Regions from separate parts of the Mus musculus genome. Here all the other regions are linked to region 1. The links are chromatin contacts, called in public HiChIP or PLAC-seq and promoter capture Hi-C maps. All regions are on one chromosome and are shown on one strand. Each heading gives the region's core, a stretch centred on a gene start, on an enhancer-like site or on the middle of the called end of the contact. The rest is flanking DNA. Distances are from core to core; before and after follow the strand shown. Region 1 holds the start of Slc35a3 (solute carrier family 35 (UDP-N-acetylglucosamine (UDP-GlcNAc) transporter), member 3). Region 2 holds the start of Vcam1 (vascular cell adhesion molecule 1). Region 3 overlaps Extl2 (exostosin-like glycosyltransferase 2).

Region 1 (4,776 bases), core at 1,623-4,122:
GAAGGAAACCTCGGCACCCACGTCTTTCACATCCCTATTAGAGTGGTCCAGTAAGCCCCACTTAAAGCATTTTACTGCTTGTCAAATCCAAAGTCCCAAAATCCACATTCCTCCAAACAAAAACATAGGCCTGTCACTGCAAAACCACCGTCCCTGGTACCAACTTTTGTCTTAGTTACGATTTTATTGCTGTGAAGAGACACAATGACCAAGGCAACTCTTTTAAGGGACAATATTTAAGGGCTGGTTTAGTCTCAGAGGTTCTATCTACTATCATCATGGCAGGAAGCACGGCAGTGTCCAGGAAGACCTGGTGCTGGAGAAGGAGCAGGGAGCTCTGTATCTTGATCCAGTTTCAGACAGGGGGGAATGTCTGTCTTACACTAGGTGTAGCTTGAGAGTATATATTACCTTAAAGCCCACCCCCATCATTCCACCTCTATTTTTTTTTAAATCACTTTAAAATTTCCTAAAGAGTAAGAGGAAAAAAAATCTTCCTTTTTTCTAACCTATGTATTTGTGACACTGAGCATAGTGGTATCTACCTGTGATTCCAGCAGTCAAGAGGTTAAGGCCAGGGTGAACCATACATTTATAACCAATCTGGGCTAGATAGCAAGATTCAGGGCAGACTGGACTATATAAGGAGACCTCGTCTTTAAAACCAAATTAAACAACAGAAAAGAACTTATGTCCATTTCATATTTTTCCTGCTTATATATTTTAAATGTTCCCTTTCCTTTACAATCATACATTTATGGAGTATCGACTGTTTTCTGGGTATCAGTATACACATACACCAAAGATACACACACACACACACACACACACACACAAACAATTCACAATAGTGCCAAGGTGTAATTAGCATGTACAAGGATATTAAGTGTTTCGTTTTATTTAAAAAAAAGAGAGAGAAAAAAAGAGCCAAGATATGTTTGTAGAGCCAGGAATAGTAAGGTGTGGGAGGGGTGCCTTGGTGGGCTCATGCTGAGGCATCCCCTCCCCACACCCTCCAAAGACCAGCCATACGACAGATATGGTATAGAATTGAGTTTATTTATAGAGACATGGGAAGGGGAGTTGAGTAGAGACAGAGAGAGGGGGAGGAAGAGAGGAGGAGGGGGAGGGGAAGAGGAGGGAGAGGAGAGAGGAGAGGAGAGGCTGGCTAGGAACAGAAGAGAGTGGGGGGAGGAGGAAGGGGAGAGCAGAGAAAGGGATCAGAGAGAGAAAAAGGCAGAAAGAGTAAGAGAGTGAGGAGGGACTAGCCAGGTCTACCTGGAGATAGTCAGGTTGGGCAGAGCTTAGAAGGAATGCCAACAGAGTTTCTTTTTTAAAAAATGGAGAAAGGGTTCAGTGGGAAGTATATGAGGTACAAAGGCCTAGGGTCAATTGGCAATAATTGGGGGGGGGGGGGTTGGTAGGGAGGAAAAAGGGGATAGAAAGCAGATTTGAGTGCTCTAGCTTTTGATCCTAGCTAGCACAGAGAGGCTGAGACAGGATGGTTGCTAAGAGATCGAGACCTTCAATGCCAGCCTGGAGCCATCCTGAGCTACAATGTGAGACCCCGTCAAAAAAAAAAAAAAAGTAAGAAGTATAAGAAGTATTGTATTTGTTACTTTCTTTTTGCCTGAGAAAGCCACTTAGAGGGAGGACTTATTAGTCCTCCCTGAAACATCATCGTTTCAGATGTTTTGGTTCATGGTGACTAGGTTTCATTGCCTCTGGGTCTCTGGTTGGAACTTATGTACTGGGGCAGTTATTTACCAAAAAAAGCATACAGGCTGCAAAGAGAGCTAGAGGAAAGGCTAGGTTAAGACACACCCTCAGCGACCCACTTCTTCCAAATAGGCTTGTGCCACCATTTACACCATCTCCTAATAATACCTTCAAAGATTTAATACATCAGTGGCTTAGGTCAGAGGTTCACTATCCATTCACTTCCCCCAACATCAAAGTCCATTAGCTGGCAACCAAACCTTTACCACATGATGAATCTTTGGGGGACGTTTTAGGTTCGGACCCTAGCAAATATCAAGATCTAATCCACATTCCATCCCCCAGAAGTTTTCTGAAGGTCGGATTACACAAACATTTAAGCGAGGCATCATGTGCTAACAGTCATTTAATTTTATTTTTCTCCGTTGTTTTCTAACGATGCTTCCCTAATGGATGGTTTTAATCATTTGCCACGCAAAGAAGCGTAAGCTTAATTCTAGGAGCATTGTTTTAACAGGGAAGGGATAAATCTGCTGTATCCGATGATCAATCCGGACCCAGAATATTACATTTCAGCCTGTCCACAGCCAGCAATGGCTACAGTGGTTGGGAACTTTTGGAAATACATTAGCAGACTGAAACGTAATATGCATGAGATTCTTGCAGACAGGAAGAGGTAAATTGCTCTCTTTCTCTCTTCACCTTTCCCCTGGTTAGTGACACTAAGCCCATTCTGCGTTCCTGACACTCTTCCAGGTCTCCCAGGGTGGGGGACAGGGATCATTCCTAACCGAACCAGCTGGCTCCTAGACTAAGGTTGGTAACCTGCACCAGGTATAATCTTGTTTTCAACTCACTGGTGGTCATTTTCAGGAGCCAAGATCCGCCTCCCGGTTCTCATCAGAGTTCTTTGATCCAAAGGACTTTGTCCCCTTCCTTAAGTGACAGATCATCCCGCCACTTTCTGCCGCAGGACTGTGGGGAGAGAGACACCTTCCTATCAAACTCTCCGGCGACCGTGAGACTGTCACGGGAGCTGCGCGAGGAGCAGCCGCGGTTGGGGTCGCCTCAGGGACGCGTCCCGCAAGCGCGAAGCTGGGGCCCCCGGAGCCGAACAGGGAACGGCGTTTGCCGGGGCCGAGGCGGAAGCCGGATCCTTTGGCGGACCGGACCGCGGGAACCCGGAAACGCCTGGGCCTCACCGAAGCGGTCCGGGCCACAGAGCCGGCGGGAGCCGGCGGTGCTGCGGGTCAGCGGACGCGGCGGAGCCGACGGGCTCGGCAGCCTGGGTCTCCCGGCGTCGCGGAGCCCGGGGCTCCAGTGCGGGCAGCTGGCCGAGCCGCACGGCGGGTGAGCGGAGGGCGCTGGGGGAAGCTGGCGGGACGCCGAGGCCGGGCTGGGAGGGCGCGGGGCGGTTGAGGCCACCGGGACCACAGCGGACGGCTGCAGCCCTAGTTTATGAGGAGTAGATGAATGGGCGCCTTGTACCTCCGGCCTGGACGTGCCGAAACGTTCTGGGTGGAGGAGGAAAAGGTCGGGAGGGGAGGGGTGTGGCAGGCAGTGTGCCTGCAAGCTCCAGACTGGCGGGCCAAGTGCCTTGGGGGCCAGGCTGGCGGCCTGTCCTTCCGCGGTCATTTCGGGAGCTCCGGCTCAGCCTGTGACCCCGGGCTAGGGACGAGTCTGCTCGGTGAGAAAGGACGGTGTAGTCAAGAAGCTGCAGGGACTTGGAGAGATGGAAAGGGTGCCCGTGGTAAGTCTAGACCGAAGGCGATGGGTGTCCATCAGTGTGTGTGGCGAGAGTTTGCAGGGGTTCTAAGTATTGAAGAGTGGGGAGCTTAGTGAACATTTTATTTAAGCTAACTCAAGTTTCTGCTAGTTCAGATTAATTAAGGGATATTAAACGAAGTAATGGGTTTTAACTGTAGCAAGGCACTTATAGGAGTGTGCCCTTTATTATATCCTATTAAACGCAATATTTGAAGATGGCACCTGAGTTGAGTCTTTGTAGACACTTATTTTGGTAGTTACAGGTAATGTTTGGTTGTTTCTCACGTCTTCATTCCGTTGCTACTAACTCAAGTTGCTTGCTTTCAAATGAATGACTCCTACGTTTATGCGTCTGACTAACTTCCCTCCCTTTAAATTTTTTCCTACCGCATCTGCCCTTATTTTCTGGTCACTTTCAGGTGCACCATACCAATAGCTTCCAAAACGGAACTTGCAGCTTTAAGTCTTTCTGCCTTGGAACTACGCCTGACCTGATAGCACACGCATGAGCAGGGCCCCCTCTCTTCTCTGTCTCACTATCTCCTGGTTCTCTTCATCCACCCACACACCCCCACTCCTGCCCCCTCTTCACTGTGTGTGGCTGTGCTGGGCAGTGAACCCCGTGGGAATTGACGGAGCACTCTGTCACTGAGCTGTAATTTTAGTTCTTTGCAATCGCTTTTTGAAGCTGGAGATTTAATGCCACTCTCTGACAGTTCTCTCAGAAATACTCAGCGACAATTTACTTAGTTAGTGGTTCTAGGGATGGAACATAGGTCATACTGAAGGCTAGGTAAGTGCTTAGCTACTGTGGAGTATCCATAACCAAGAATAGATTTTAAATAATTTAGGTAGCCATTAAAAACCCTTCAAAATGTAAACCACTCCATGATACAAGTTAATGTAATCCTTTCATTCTTTTTTAAAAATAGTTTTATTTCTAAGCTAGACATTCTTTTTAAAAAAGTAACTTTACCCAACATATTGAAATGTTTTTAAGATAACCATAGGATTTTTTATTTATATATTTTTAATTTTTATTGGATGCTTTATTTACATTTTAAATGTTATCGCTTTTCCTGGTTTCCTCTCTGGAAACTCCCTATCCCTTCTCCCCCTCCCCCTGCTTCTGTGAGGGTGCTTCCCCACCCTCCTTCCCACTCCTGGCATTTCCCCTACACTGGGGCATCAAGCCTTTACAGGACCAAGGGCCTCTCCTCCCATTGATGCGGGACAAGACCATCCTCTGCTACATATGCAGCTGAAGCCATGAGTCCCTCCATGTGTACT
Region 2 (4,353 bases), core at 551-3,050, 580 kb after region 1:
GCTCCATGCCTTTGAGTCCTTTCCCTTTACTTTTTGTATTTTACATCTGAGACACAGACGTGATGTTTGGTGAAGGAACGGCCATAGGAAAATCATGATGATTAACCATATAAGGACTGCAGAATTAGGACTGGCTTAATCTTGGTCCTCAGTATTTGCTTCAAAAACAACTGATCCAACTTCAAACTTCAGGCTCTTGGGTCTCTAATGAAGCTGCTATAAAAGATCTACATAGCCACGGAGAGTTCTTTAGCTATATGTTAGAGTAGTGGTTCTTAAACGAGGAAGGATTTGACCTTGTGGAATCCACCAAATAGTTTTTTTTTTCACTTCCTCTGTTGTATGTACTATTCTCCTTTCCTGATAGGAATTATTTCTCCACTCACTTGGGTGAGAACTGATACCAAATAAGATGAGTCTGCATGATCCAAGTAGTTATTTATTTTTAAGTGTCAAAGACATGGATTAACATTTTCTTACATGCCTTTGATCTATGGAGAAGGTGAGAATCAGTAGGGGGTAGTCTATACTCTCCTTTTATGACATGACATTGTTGAGGTCCTCTAGATGACATGGCAGCTAATGTCATCGATCCCTGGATATGTCGTCATAGCCCTAAAATATATCCCTCAACTTCCCTTTTATACTTGCCTCTCAGTGGGAGCCACATGTATTCTCAAGAGGGAATTCAGAAGTCTCTCCTGCCAGGTTGGAGCAGTTGGCGACTGTGGGTCTCACTGATAGCCTTTGTCCAATGACATGATACTGTTAATTTTACATGTGCCCAGATGTCTGGGAACTATACCTTTCTTGTGGAATTATTTTTTTCTCTCACGTGGCACTTATGAACTACATTCAGTATTTTGAACGTTTCTCTTCTAGATTTTAAACATCTAGAAGATGCTGCAGGTTTTATAGTCGTTATATATAAAACCATTATATATATATATATATATATATATATATATATATATATATATATATATATGGAATAGAAACAACTATGAATAAGAACTAGTCCTGGCCATGCAGGGAACTGATAATGCCATGTGGGAGGTAAACCCACATGTGTATAATACAAGGAAGTGGCTATTCCGGTTTCTTTCTGATGGGCAAGCATTTTGCAAGGACATGGGCTATGCATGTGTAAGACCTACAGAGGCATTTAAGACACTTAATTGAGTCTTTCAAAAAGTCATTTCACTGGGAGTAGAAAATAATAATAAAAAAATGGTTGTCAATTCATCTCCTAAAGCTAATCTGTTTACATATTCAATTGGACTTGTGGCTAAATAATGCAGCCAAAGAAATCCACCACAAAAATTTAGCAGACAGATCCCATTTTTTAGCGTTCAAGTCTGCAAAAGACTTCCTGTCATCCAGCAATGGGTCAAAGGGCTGGGGCATTGTCAAACAAAAGAAAAGATAATTCCCTTCATTCTGCATCAACGTCCTTTCATTTACTACTTCAGAAAGTTATTTCAGGGAGGTTTTTTTTTTGTCAAAAATTCACTTATGAATAAAAGAGTATAAAAATAAGAACTACTGACTCACATTCTAAAAGAGTGACTCATGATAATGGGTCAATAAAAACAAATAAAGGATATTTTCCTTTTTTTGTTGAAAGAGAACAATTTTTATTTTTTAAATTGCAAATGCATTTCTTAATGAAGAAAAGTCAGTGGTTATTTACTGAGTGATCTCTGTCTTTGCTGTCACACACACACACACACACACACACACACACACACACACACTGTTGGCAGTTTCATTTTGCAATCATCTTTTCAGGAGAGATAGCCCTTTCGGAGCTGAAGGTCAGGAAAAGCCAGAGATTTATATACTTGGAAGTGTCGTGTTTCCCAGGACTCAGAATGACTTCAGCCCAGAAAGCAGCTGAAGGGGTTAACGTGGGGACTTGGCTGGCTGTCAGTTAAACTTTTTCCCTGGCTCTGGGTTTCCCCTTGAAGGGATTTCCCTCCGCCTCTCTAGCAAGACCCTTTATAAAGAGCAGACTTTCTATTTCACTCACACCAGCCCGGCTGGCTTTGGAGGCTGAACACTTTTCCCAGACACTTTTCACGTGGGGCACAAAGAAGGCTTTGAAGCAGAGACTTGAAATGCCTGTGAAGATGGTCGCGGTCTTGGGAGCCTCAACGGTACTTTGGATACTGTTTGCAGTCTGTAAGTTCCTGACCTATTTCACACATCTACAGCTTCTGGTGTACTACAGAGCTTTGCTATAAGAGCCAGTATTCTGACAGAGCTGGGGACGGATTTTCTTTCCACTGTCAAATGAGTAATTTGGATTATATCGGTAGTGGGTCTATCTCTTTAGTTTCCTGTATTCGACAATGAAATCAAGCTTAGAAAGTGACAAAAAAAAAAAAAAAAAAAAAAAAAAAAACTTTGTGCAATGGGCTTCAAAGTCAGAACTGAGCATTCTTCTTCGCGGTGACGATTCCAGCACCTTCCTCAAGAGCAACTTCAGGGCTTTGGGTCTGTCTTGTGCTATTAGTCTGAGACAGTTTAAAAAGTAGATCATCCCAGCTGTGCTTTGGACACTGTATTGCTGCGCAAGAGAAAAAGGACACAGTATGGGGCAGACCATGGTAAACTTGTTCTCTCTCTCTCTCTCTCTCTCTCTCTCTCTCTCTCTCTCTCTCTCTCTCTTTTCAGCTCAAGCTTTTAAAATCGAGATCTCCCCTGAATACAAAACGATTGCTCAAATCGGTGACTCCATGGCCCTCACTTGCAGCACTACGGGCTGCGAGTCACCATTGTTCTCATGGAGAACCCAGATAGACAGCCCACTAAACGCGAAGGTGAGGACGGAGGGGTCCAAGTCCGTTCTGACCATGGAGCCTGTCAGTTTTGAGAATGAACACTCTTACCTGTGCACAGCAACATGTGGCTCTGGGAAGCTGGAACGAAGTATCCACGTGGACATCTACTGTAAGTGAAGGAAGGAGCTTTTGCTTTCTCTTGATTTTGTTTGAAAAAAAATTAACGATATATTAAACAGAGACTTTTAAAGAGTATCTAGATTTTTAGCTAGCAAATGCACAATTTCAATAAAGCCAGAGAAAGAAGAAGCTAGTTAAGAACAGGAAACTAAATTTTAACCCCTGTGTCCTTGTTTGCCAAAAAAATGGTGCCCATGTAAAAGAGACTCACACCTTCTTGGCTCCAGTTCTTAGCGCAGTGTGAACCTCCCCCTGGTTCTATTAGTTAGTTTTTTCCCCTCTAATCTTCCATTTGGGGGTATTTCTACACGTTCATGTATTAATGTATCCAAAGGATTGATGAGTTCCTTCTTTCTGGGATCTGCTTGTAGGCTCGGGAACTCTGAGAGTATGCAAACCTTCTGCATAGACATAATTAAAACATCTATTAACATTTCAGTCATTTGATGCAGATAAATTTGGGAGGTTTTGTTGTTGCTGCCAGAGAGCTTTGCTTTTATATCTCAGAGAGTTTTTGTTTAATAAGTTAGATCTGTCTCAGGCATATGTGCAGGTACCCATATTACCCTAGCCTACCCAAAATGCATCCTACTATCATCCTCAAATCGGCAAATGAAACTACCAAGGAGAGGTGGGGGGAAATGGGCCCTATAGGAATCATTTTTCTTTGGTTACTGATGGTGTTGCTTTCCAAAAAGAAGAAAGAGAGAGAGAGAGAGAGAGAGAGAGAGAGAGAGAGAGAGAGAGAGAGAGAGAGAGAGAGAGAGAGAGAGAGAGAGAGAGAAAGAAAGAAAGAAAGAAAGAAAGAAAGAAAGAAAGAAAGAAAGAAATGAGACTCCCATAAGGCATTTCTTCATGAGCATCTTGTTTGATTCATCTTTTAATCACCTTGGTACCTTCCTACTGTGCTCCAGCCCAACTTTGCCAATGAACCTTAATTGAAATTTCAGCAAGCCCCTCCTGAAGCTGGGCTTCCCAAGCAGCTGAGCCTGGACGGCTGCTTTCAATTATGCTGGCTCTGCATGCATAGTTTATGTCTAGGCAGCCTTCTGAGCTCCTTGGAAGGTCCTGTTATATAAATACCAGGAAAGAGTAGCGAGTTCTTATATTACCTGTCATTAAACTGTGTGGATTCTAGGCACATTTCCTGAAGAGTGTGATGGACATAAATAATCAGAGGGGAAATTTAAAATACTATGTTTTTAGATAATAAAGCATTTCTAGCTCCTTCACCCTGTGCTCACACGTTCTATTCAGTTGGAGAGTTAAAAAAGAGAAGTGAGGAGCTTTCTGGATTCAATTATATTCTCTGCTCTCGCCCCACAACCCCCTGCAAGAATGCTTGTTTCTTGTTGATTTTAACAGTTCAGTCTCCATTCCATGTTTG
Region 3 (4,406 bases), core at 244-2,743, 680 kb after region 1:
AGAATGGAAGATGAATGTGGACCAGAGGAGAGGAATCAGTCCGAAAAAGCCATCACAGGAGATGTCTGTGGCTTTCTGATGGAGCCATGCTCACAGCCTCACACACTGGACGTGTTATCAGACAAGCACATTTTCCCTCGAGTTTGCATCCCCATAGGCATTGTCACACTAGCATGGAACTTACAGGTGAGAAGTCATGCCATGTAGATAAGTAATAACCAAATGACCTAACAAATGGTGCTAAGCAGGCTTTTTCTCAGCTGTGTCACTGTCAAATCCTCTCTGTTCACTGGTGGGTGCTTAGCAACATCCCCTTAACATATCAGTGGTGAGTAGCACACCTCCAGTTGTAACAACCAGAACAATCTGCCCCAAACTGCCAGATGGCCTAGAAACACACACACACACACACACACACACACACACACACACACACACACAGACACACACACGATTAGTCCAAGTTAACACCTGGTATGAAATAAAGCTGCTTTCTTGTGATAAAAGCAAAACAAACAAACAAAAAAGAACTAAAAAATAAAACCCCAATTGGGTTTTTGATATTTTCTTCTCGGAAATCAATGAAATGCTGAGATACAGAGACTCTGTCACATAAATTTCATGGGAATTCTCTCTGTGGACAGGCATGATACCCTTGCCTATAATCCCAGTGATCAAGACACTGAGACAGGAAGACCCTAAACTGAAGGATGAGCCAGATGATAAACTAAAGACCAGACTGGACTACAGAGCAAAAACAAACAAGCAAACAAACAAACAAGCAAGCAAGCACATCCTTTGCTGCAGTGGGCTTCCTAAACTGTTTTGGTGTTTGCAGAGGCTTGCTCTCTTTCAACGCTATGATTTTGATCCACCCATACTTCATAACTAACTTCAAAAATCACCTGGCTGCACGGTCCTTTTTCTTTGATGGGTATTTCTGTGATTTCTGAAGGCACTGTCAAATTCTTTCTGGTATACAGCATCCTTCCCAAACAAGTGCAACATGTAAAGTTTCATGGCAAATGTTCCTTTCATCCTTACCCTACAGGGAAGGACATTAAGAAGGGTCAGGACCCAGTGCAAGTGTGTGTTAGAAAATAAATGGGTTTTATGTTGTGAGAGACTTCACAGAAGGAGAGAATATGGAGGTGAATCAAGACCAGGACTTGTGTGTTGGGGCGGGGTGGAGGGAGAACAAAGTTGGGAGTCTTAGTAAGACAAAAGCTGACATCGGCGGTCTATTAATTACATGTCTATACAGCAACCTGGAAATAGTTCCTAGAAGCATTTTTAAAGCTTCCTGAAGCTTTTACCGCCCTTTGAGCTGTCACTGAACACTTCCTTGTCTGTCTGTTCGGCCTCCTCAACATCAAGTTCTGTGAAGGAGAAGCCTTTAATACCCTGAAACCCTCAGATATTTTATGTGGAACGAGCAGATGACAGGAAAACGGAAATGCCGGAAGTCAGGAAGGCTGGGGGAAACAGGTGTTCTCAGATGTGCTATTAATAGTGTCACCATGACAACAGTTGTAGAGGAATCTAGCAGTATGTATCAAAGCCCATAAAAGAAATGAATCTCACTAGATCGATCCAGGTGTGCAATTTCGTTGGACTTCATTTTAAGGGAACAATCACGGGCTATGCTCATAGATCTGTAAGGTAGGGTGATGTATCCAGTATTGCATAGCAAGGAGGTAGCAAGTGAACTGGGAGCAGGCTGGCGAGTACAGAGTCCTGGTCTCCTCACACTGGGATGACAAGGGAGCAGGCTGGGGAGTACAGAGTCCTGGTCTCCTCACAGTGGGATGACAAGGGAGCAGGCTGGGGAGTCCTGGTGCTACGGAAGCATCTGTTCAGGGCTGGGGAGAAGCCTTAGTGGGAAAGGCACTTGCTACGAAGCCTAAGCATCTGAGCTTGATACTTCTAACCCACATTGTGGGAGGATCTAATTGACTCTGAAACGTTGTCCTCTAACCAACACACACACACACACACACACACACACACACACACACACACACACACACACACACAGAGAGAGAGAGAGAGAGAGAGAGAGAGAGAGAGAGAGAGGGTCTTACTCTGTAGCAGGGCTGATCTTCACAGGAATTCTCCTCCCTCAGCCATCTGAGTGCTGGGATTACAGGGGTGATCTTTGATTTCTTTACACTGCTGTAAATGTGTCCAAACTGATAGAATACATACGTACTGTGGCTTTAATGTGAAGAGCCAGGTGTGATGATGTCTCATGTCTCTAATCTCAGCATTTTGGGAGACTCGGGCAGGAGGGGCCTTGAGTTTGAGGCCAGCCTACATTAAAGGATAAAACTGTCTCCAAAACAAAACACAGGGGGGAAAGTATATAAAGAATGAAAACAAGGAACAAGCCTTTGGTTCCTGGGTACTGTGCACAGACAGTGCTCTCCGTATCTCCCTTTGTGGATGTTGGGTTTTCTAGCATTAGAGCAACCTAACAGCTTTAACGCTTTGAACATCTGAAATGGGGAAGCCGCTATGACTATGACGTATGACTCTAGTCAGACATACCACCTCTCTTATTATTTAAAACCAATTCTTAATAAAACCTATGAATATTAACCTGTCCTTAGTTTTCCAACGTTTAGGATATATATAAAACAATCACATTTTGACAAACAGGGGCTCTTCAAATGTGATGTCTGGCAAGGATTTCGTCCCGGAGTCTAATAGCAGAGCCTGTAGGCTTCACTCCTGAGCTACACTGCTACACAGGTGTAGTTTTGAGCCCGCACAAGTGATTTTGGATCATGTGGAGTACGAGTAAAAGGTTTTCATGGAAAGATGGTCTTAGGAGGTCTAGCCACAGTGTAGAAATCTTTCTTATATAGACCTAAAAGTATTTTTGTTGATGATTCATAATATGAGAGAAAATAGTACAATTCACATGGTTATTTAAAATTTTCAATCAAACACAGGGCTATCTTCCCAATAGGAAACTTATTCCTGGTGAACACATCAAGTTTTCAGCTTCACAGTGAGTGGTACTGCCAAGTACAGAGAAACACGGAACACGTCACCAGAGCACCCGCTCAGTTATTAACACAGTGGCCAGCTGACGTTTATTTATTTGACAGTGGATGACCAAGAAGCAAAAATGTATTACCAAATGTGGACAACCAAGAAGCAAAAGTGTATTACCAAATGTGGACAAAGCATGTAACTGACATAAGTTTTAATGGGATCAAATGAAATATATTTCTGATTGCATTAAGACACACACATACATTGTTAGACAAACAGACGCTGAACTGACGGCGGGAAGGTCTTGCAGTGGAACTTGGGTGGTCAGTATTCTCCTATTTTCACGCCTTATATGAAGAGAAGAAGAAAAGTGATACACAGAGGCCTGATAGATTATTTCTTTTCAGTAGTGGTGAACAAGGTCAAACCAAAGGACAGCAGGCAAGACACAGACACTGGCTCCCACAGCGAGAGGTGTGTGGTAGGAACAGTGAACTCCTGAGAGCATCCCACTGCCTTCTCACATGATGGCTCAGTCCTTTTTATTTTCAACAACCATGTAATTGAAATTTCGTCATGAATTGGGACTTAAAAAAAATCCTAACAAAATCCTGGGTTCTGTATGGAAACATTTTTGTGCAATACAGTTATTAAATACTCACAAGGTAGCCTATGCTTTAATAATAAAGATCTTTGATACTAAAGTTTTTTATTTCTGCTAGCTTCTACTTAACCATTCTTCCAGAAGTTATTTTTATACATATTTATTCATTATTCAACACATTCTGTAAAATATAAGAACTAATGTAGATTCTCAAGGTCATATGCGGTGACAGATTACAGGGACACACTGATTCCTTGTTGCATACAAGTTACATATAAGAAACATGGCTGGCACATTTCAGTGATCCATGCAGAGTAGGCTCACACAAAAACCAAACCAAACCAAACCAATAAAAACCAATTAAACAACAGTCAGCCATGAAAACTTACACTCCCAGTCACCAACAGGCGTAACAGCAGAGACACCAGCACTGACAGCTTCGTTAGAACCGTGCTGGGCTCAGTCAGTTCTGTGAGATGGACCAGAAAGACACCGGCAACCAGGAATTTTCCTGGCTCTCAACACTGAGTTCAGACTAAACTCTCCTCACATGGCTTTTCCCTATACCGCAGGCATTTCAGGCTTCAAATAAAAACAATCGACCTTCACCGAAAAGCTGAAAATTGTCTCTTGTGAGTCTCTGGAAGCAGCTTGCTGTAGGGCCTTGAGGCAAATGCCAGGGCTCAAACAAACTGAGGAGCAGTCTCGAGATGTAAACAATAATGTCACCATCTTGGACAAAAGCTCTTCACAGGAAATCCTATCCCGGTAAGGCCAACTTCTTGGCTTTTGAAGGTCC

What was found. HiChIP or PLAC-seq counts read pairs in DNA pulled down with a chosen protein or histone mark. Capture Hi-C pulls out chosen DNA fragments and counts their contacts.
Region 2: a promoter capture Hi-C map of liver shows a contact between it and region 1. The contact joins the promoter of Vcam1 here to the promoter of Slc35a3 in region 1. A contact is called at or near these places in 1 of 115 datasets of contacts at active chromatin or transcription factors (astrocytes) and 2 of 9 other capture datasets (adipose tissue and liver).
Region 3: a contact with region 1 is called in an H3K4me3 HiChIP or PLAC-seq map of craniofacial prominence, with 6 times the contacts expected there. The contact joins the enhancer-like site here to the promoter of Slc35a3 in region 1. A contact is called at or near these places in 12 of 39 promoter capture datasets (the 3T3-L1 cell line, 3T3-L1-derived adipocytes, the C10 cell line and 7 more), 3 of 484 Hi-C or Micro-C datasets (bone marrow-derived macrophages, cochlea and embryonic stem cells), 5 of 115 datasets of contacts at active chromatin or transcription factors (the 230-238 cell line, bone marrow-derived macrophages, craniofacial prominence and 2 more) and 2 of 9 other capture datasets (adipose tissue and liver).

Annotation. Positions count from the first base shown.
Region 1 is chr3:116,710,376-116,715,151 of GRCm38.p6, reverse strand. It overlaps Slc35a3 (solute carrier family 35 (UDP-N-acetylglucosamine (UDP-GlcNAc) transporter), member 3), which reads left to right and starts at 2,872. Exons shown (of 8, transcript NM_144902.4): 1 at 2,872-3,069.
Region 2 is chr3:116,127,135-116,131,487 of GRCm38.p6, reverse strand. Vcam1 (vascular cell adhesion molecule 1) reads left to right here and starts at 1,800. Exons shown (of 9, transcript NM_011693.3): 1 at 1,800-2,184; 2 at 2,680-2,955. The coding sequence starts at 2,121.
Region 3 is chr3:116,027,683-116,032,088 of GRCm38.p6, reverse strand. It overlaps Extl2 (exostosin-like glycosyltransferase 2), which reads right to left. Exons shown (of 5, transcript NM_001163514.1): 5 at 3,073-4,406. Among named protein-coding and RNA genes, the nearest start is that of Extl2, 22 kb to the right of the region's middle. Within about 2 kb of position 1,493, at least 18 of the 459 cell types and tissues checked have an H3K27ac peak or open chromatin away from gene starts, as enhancers often do. A contact at or near this core is called in hippocampal neurons, where this site is marked.